Regions from separate parts of the Mus musculus genome. Here region 2 is linked to region 1. Evidence: chromatin contacts called from public Hi-C data. All regions are on one chromosome and are shown on one strand. The core of a region is the stretch at or near the end of the contact, and the rest is flanking DNA. Distances in the headings are between cores, read along the strand shown. Region 1 overlaps Pde4b (phosphodiesterase 4B, cAMP specific). Region 2 has its middle 25 kb from the start of Gm24869.

Region 1 (3,298 bases), core at 353-2,852:
CCCCTGCCCCCGCACTAACACTTCCCTCTCTTCCTGTTTATAACCATGTATTTATTACATAATGTACATATTGTAATGTTTTGTAAGTTATTAATTTATATATCTAACATTGCCTGCCAATGGTGGTGTTAAATTTGTGTAGAAAACTCTGCCTAAGAGTTCCAACCTTTTCTTGTAATGTTTTGTATTGTGTATTATATATCCCAGACATTGCTTAAGAGAAACATGGAGCCCCATCAGCAGTTAAGGACAGGAATGGTCATTGTTCCAAGGGTCTGCCCTTTCCTTGTCTTGAGTCCCTAGTTCTGCCCAACCCTTTGATGAGCTGGTTTTGCAAACAGGATTATCATATTCGATACTAAATGGTTTATACTGAAGTTTTATTTTATATAGTTTGGTAGGGGCTAGGAGCACTGGGATGTCGTTTTTTTCACCCATGTTCTATCCAAGTCTCTGGATGCATGAGTTGAGTTTGTCACTGGGCTCTGCTCTAATTGTGGCTTTCGTTTTAAAAAAATAAACAACACTACATTTGATCACAGATGATACTGAGTATCCCCAAACTACTGACTTGGAAGAGCTAGTCTCCATACTGCTCACGAGCAGTGGAGCCATGTTCAAATTCATCAAAGGCAACAAGAAGACAATGTGAATTTTTATCGTAGAATGTGAACTGATGTCGTAAATGACGCAATGTGAAGCTTCTGATAACACTTGTCAGGCCTCTTCCTGGTGTCAGTTTCAGTTTGTAAAATACGTGTCATGCTTCAGTTCAGCATTGTGACAATAGTTAAAGAAAATGGCACAAAATGTGCATGACCAATGGGTTCGTACGTCTGTAACACTGCATTGTTCCAGGTGGACGTTATATTGTTTTCAAAAGTTTCTCACAATGTATGTTATAATATTATTACTATTATATATTGTGCTCAAATGCATTCTTAAGAGACTTTTATATGAGCTGAATAAACAAAAGCATGAATAAATTAGATTGTAGCCCCATTCATTTCAAGGTCAACTCAAATATATTAAAGCAGGGTTGTTTTCTTCTTCTTCTTCTTCTTCTTCTTCTTCTTCTTCTTCTTCTTCTTCTTCTTCTTCTTCTTCTTCTTCTTCTTCTTCTTCTCCTCCTCCTCCTCCTCCTCCTCCTCCTCCTCCTCCTCCTTCTCCTTCTCCTCCTCCTCTTTCTTCTTCCTCTTCTTCTTCTTCTCCTTCTTCTCCTACTCCTCCTCCTCCTCCTCCTCCTCCTCCTCCTCCTCCTCCTCCTTCTTCTTCTTCTTCTTCTTCTTCTTCTTCTTCTTCTTCTTCTTCTTCTCCTTCTTCTCCTTCTTCTCCTTCTTCTCCTTCTTCTCCTTCTTCTCCTTCTTCTTCCTCTTCTTCTTCCTCTTCCTCTTTACCGTACTTCACAAAAAAGCAAGCCACTTTGCTCATCCAAATCACAACTGAAGTTTTGTATTCTCTGTGTCCAAAAAGTCCCATGGCTCAGAGCATTTTGTTTTCTTCTCAGCAGATTATTCACCCAGCTCCTCAGTACAGGAAGGAGGGTGGTGAAGACTAACAAGCAAAACCACTTTGTTCATCTTGAACCATTTCCTTCTACCTCTTTAGAATTCTGAAGAGTTTAATCTCTTAGGTAAATAAGAGGCATCTTTAGCTGGGCTGTGTAGGCTACCACAGTGACTCACAGAATTGAATCCTAGTACATTAGCTCAATGTAGAGAAACCTGTTGATTCATTTGGCATACAAGGAGTCTGAAATCTAAAAGAGTCACCTAGACCACAACCTTCAGAGCACATAAAAATATTCGTGGACACCCCAGCCGACTGTCTGTGCCTTTGCTAGTAGGTTATACTGTTCTAGAAAGAACTAAATGTTATCAAGTGTTAAAGTCATCATCTTAAAATAAGTCATCCCGAGTGCGTGTGTGCTTGCGTAGGAGGTGACAAAGACTCAGTGAGTAGCTCTTACTAACTTAGCCACAGAGAAGTAAGTGGCCTGTGGCGAGGAGAGAGTCTGCTCTAGAGGAATTCCTCGGTAAGAGGAAATTGCTGAATTTCTTTAGAAAATCAAAAGCTTGCCTGTTAGTTCTAGCCAGGACTTCCCTACCATCCAGTTTCTGACTGGACATTGTTATCTGATACAATGGCAAAACGGAATTGGTTACAGTTTGTATAAAAAGTATAGCTGATGATTATGCCTAAGAATGTTCTCTGTTCTGTTTTCTACTAAAGTGTCCTTAGCATGGAAAATGTGCATGTTTGTTAATGCTATTTGGATTCTAGTTTGCTCCAGAGCCCTACCTGAAGTGGCTCTTCCTAGAGGCCTACACACCAGACTTTTAATTCTCCCCAGCTGACAGTAATGTAGGGAAAGAGTAGTGACCCCACTGGTTCTGTCTCCAAGGCATGCAGGCCTGAAGCCTTCGGTAGTCACTGTGAACCCCATGACCTCAGCATGGCATGCTCTGTGGGATGGTTTTCCAGCAATGAGTTTGGGCCTTGCTTAGTTTTATTCTTCCCACTGACTTCTCCTTTAATTTCTGCTCGTTTTAAAACTTATTTATCTAAATTTTATGAGTATGGGTGTTTTGTCTGCATGTATGTCTATGCTCTAGATGCACATCTGGTGCCCACCGAGGCCAGAAGAGGGCAGGCATCGGGTAGTCTGGGACTGGAGCTACAGACAGCTATGAGCCATTATGTATGTATCCTAGTTTAATATCTCCTGCCAATAAGACACTTTGACAAAGACAGCTGAGGAAAAAAGGGGGTTTAATTGGCACAAAATTCCAAGTTTCAGTCTTTACCATGGGAAAATCAGAATAGAAAGACCTTGAAATAGCTAGTCACATCCCCAGGTTCTCTTATCCTGAGTCATCAAGCCTCCACTGGACCTAGGGGCCCCCCTCCCAGTGATGCCAGATAAGGCAATCAATGCTCTGCTACATATCCAGCTGGAGCCATGAGTACCCCCTGGTACTCTTTAGTTGGTGGTTTAGTCCCTAGAAGCTTTGGATGGTCTAGCTGGTTGATACTGTTGTTCTTTTTATGAGGTTGCAAGCCCCTTTAGCTCCTACAGTCCTTGCCCTAACTTCCTAATTGGGGTCCCTGCGCTCAGTCCAATGTTTGGCTATGTATTTCCTTTAGACAGCAGCAATTCTGGGTTGAAATTTTGCAGATAGGTGGATGGCCCCATCCCTCAACCAGGGGGCCATGCCTAACTTCTGGATATGGTTTCAACAGGTTCTCCCTCCCCTATGTGGGGTATTTCAGCTAATGTCATCCCCATGGGGTCCTG
Region 2 (3,298 bases), core at 472-2,971, 100 kb after region 1:
GACACGTACCAAATAGGGATCCAGGCTCCTGCCTCTTCACAGCTACACTCCCAACAGACAGCTACCAAACTCTAAGATCCTGTAGAAGTCACACCTACCCTAAGTTCTGTTGGCCAGAAGTATCCACTATTCTGCTTCCAAACCACTCACTAAACCTACCCACATGGCTTCACCAGATTTAGGTGCCTGGGATGTACCCAGGACAGAAAAAAGAAATAAATGTGTCAATCAAAGCAATGTGTGGAAGAGAAGGACTTTGGCCTCACAGCCCAGGAGGCTGGCAATGTTTACGTCTCTTCCCAACTGTGCATCCAATATTCAGCTGACCACACCTAGTCCATCAAGTTGCCACCATCTTTTGTAACCTTCCTCAAGGCACAGGGCCACACTCTTGCTGCAGGCCTTTATTGGATTTTGTATCTATGCAAGCAGTGTGTCCCTAGACTAGGAGATTGTAGAGCTATTATAGCGTCATTATGTAGAGCAGAAAGGTCTTAGCTTCACCCAATTGTTACTCTTTAAAGGTTACTCTTCTTGCCAAGCATCCTTCCCTGCTACTGAAAGCAATTCTGTAGCTTGGGTTATCCGTTAATAGTGGAAGCGAGTCATTCATTCCCTTTATGTGATTTTGGTGGCATTCACGCAACTCTACATTTGAAAATTAAAAATGCTTAAGTGAGTCTCCATGACCTCGATTACCTGAAAATATCAGGGATTTGCCTATTACTAAGAATTAAGAAAAACACCAAGACAGAACTGTTTGGAGCAGAGACTTAGTGCTTCTCTGTTTTGTTTTCTTGGCCTTGTAAGACTCCTGGTGTGACAGGATGAGTAATTTATATAAACTGTACTTTGCATAGTAACAGGGCCTCTATTATTTAATAAAGAAATTAGAGAAAGAAGACATCTTCTCTAGAGGATCATCATGACACGGAAAATACCAAGAGATACTAGAATCTACAGGGACACTTTGAGTGAGTGGTCCTGCATTGGACACTCAGAGACATGTTCAATAATGAGGCTATGAATACTCCACAGTCTCCAAACTCAAGTGTCCTGACACTCAAGTTCCATCTTTGAAAAAGTCTACCTTAAAATCTGTAAGAGCTACCAGCAATAAATAAAGGTGAAGCTAAATGCTAAATTCCATAATAAACGCCAACTTACAACTCTAAGAAAGAAGATGCAATCAACATCCAGGTCTAGGACAGAAGAAACAAACTGTAAACAAGTCAATACAAAAAGGAGAATAGTCAGAGGCTGATTCCTCTTGAGGTTCCAGAAACCACATAGACATAACTTCGAAAGGACATGGTGTTTACATAGAATTCATTCTCAGTATTTGACACAACCCAGTTTACCAAAATAGTTTGTTCACAGATGTTGATTTATTATGCCTCTTTCCAAAACATACTCAACTCTAACAAATGATTCATAATTTCTTGACAGTTTCCTTTTGAGTGGAGATCACTACAGATATTTAAAAAAAAAACCCTCAATGTAATTTCACATATAATGTATGTAGTTTTACACTGTGAAATTGAGGTCAATGCCAGCATTCAAAGATATTTTATCACCCACCATCTTAATTTATGTAAGCAATCGCTATGATGTTCTCACAACAAAGTCACTTATGGACACACTTCTCAGAAGGTATCCCGATTACCAAGCAACATATGACTGTGTCTTTCACCCATCACTCTTTGTGGTTCTTTTCATGCAGGTTCTAGTGAAACACGGAGGAGATCAGTGGTAATCTGTGGTTCCATCTCTACAGCCTTTGAGCATCTCTTCCCCACCTCGTTTCCTTCTGTGGTTTATACTGATTTTGATGTATTGCTTTAGCCTCTGGTGCCAATTCCTCCAGTTTATGTCCTGTCTGTAGAGTTTTCTCTTCTTCAGCTAAATATCTTCCCCCAAATTCTGATGTGAACAAGCAATTACCTTCTTAAGGTTCTCAGTGATTCCTCATTACATGTAGCTACAATATTGAGAGTATGTGCACACCCCTCTGTATACAGAACAAAAGTATTCTGAGGAGAATTCAGTCGAGAACAACTGTAAAAGAACTGAATTCCAGATATCCTGTTGGCTCTCATTCCCAATCACATGTGCTCAAAGTAATTGCAGTGATTTCATTTGTCTACACACACACACACACACACACACACACACACACACACACACACACACACACACATATACACAAGATTGATGTACCTGCCCAGGCCACCAAATTGGAAGGGAGAAACCTGAGCACCTGCCTCCTGCACCACTACTGCACGAATGTGTGATGGAGAGATGGGAAAGATGGAGGATGGACTATGTGGTGGAAAGACTGAAGAGAAATGTGAAGCAAAGGAATGAGTATACTGTGGCAAAGGTGGAACTGGAGACTCAGTGGTAGTAAGGAACATGCAGATACGAGGAGATCATGGTGAATTCCTGACCCTAGATGCTGCCAAGGGTCATGGCTGGGTCCATGGTCTTGCTTCAGCTGTGGACTGTGCCGAAGTCTGTGGCCCAAGTTTCCACCAACAGCCAAGAGGATTCCATAATCTGGGTGTATGCTGGAGACCATGTGGATATCAGAGGGCTATGCTGCCCCCAAGGTCCATGCTGATCTAAGTGGCCTGGCTGCAGGCCCAAGGCCATGGGGACATCTGGGTCCATGTTTTCTGAGTCCATGCTACTTTGGGAGCCAAGGTCTGTGTTGATGCCCAAGGTCCACGTTGCCACCCAAGACCATGCATATATCCCTGGTCTGGACTGTCACTTGAGGCACTGTGTTGAGCTGCCCCTGCCCCTAATCAGCTACCATGCTAGGGAGAGCTGGCTAGCCCTATCCTTCACCTAGCAGCACAGTAAAACTAACCCTGATGGCAGCGGAGGGGAGAGCCAGCTCCAAGGGCATGAGAGCAGGAGAACTGACATGGCATTGGGTGAGCCAGCTGGAGCAGTGCTCAAGAGCCCACCCTGGTGATTTGCGCACAGGAGAGTTGGTAGGCTGACCAATTCAGATACCTCTCAGGCCCAGATCCAAGGCTTTGAGTTGGTCCACCCCAACATCTACCTCACCTATGATCAGCTGAAACACATGATGGACAGTCCTGCAGATCCAAAGCTGCAGGATTTCCATCACACAGGGCAAAAAGAGAATATCAGAGAGGAGTTCCTGTGAGGATCCAGTATAGATAGTGTAGCAGAAGTCGCCCATTTCATCTACAGACAATTCTGTCTAGAGAAGGACACATGTTGCAGAATAGTCAACTACTGGCTTTATTGAGACAGGGACAGT

Evidence for each region. Hi-C and Micro-C count contacts between places; a contact is called where the count stands out from the background.
Region 2: a contact with region 1 is called in a Hi-C map of Th1 cells, with 2.7 times the contacts expected there. The contact joins two enhancer-like sites. A contact is called at or near these places in 3 of 484 Hi-C or Micro-C datasets (Th1 cells, Th2 cells and large pre-B cells) and 1 of 115 datasets of contacts at active chromatin or transcription factors (double positive thymocytes).

Annotation. Positions count from the first base shown.
Region 1 is chr4:102,606,274-102,609,571 of GRCm38.p6, forward strand. Pde4b (phosphodiesterase 4B, cAMP specific) reads left to right here. Exons shown (of 15, transcript NM_019840.2): 15 at 1-989. Among named protein-coding and RNA genes, the nearest start is that of Gm52667, 38 kb to the left of the region's middle. Within about 2 kb of position 1,603, at least 54 of the 459 cell types and tissues checked have an H3K27ac peak or open chromatin away from gene starts, as enhancers often do. A contact at or near this core is called in Th1 cells, where this site is marked.
Region 2 is chr4:102,710,225-102,713,522 of GRCm38.p6, forward strand. No RefSeq gene overlaps it. Among named protein-coding and RNA genes, the nearest start is that of Gm24869, 25 kb to the right of the region's middle. Within about 2 kb of position 1,722, at least 21 of the 459 cell types and tissues checked have an H3K27ac peak or open chromatin away from gene starts, as enhancers often do. A contact at or near this core is called in Th1 cells, where this site is marked.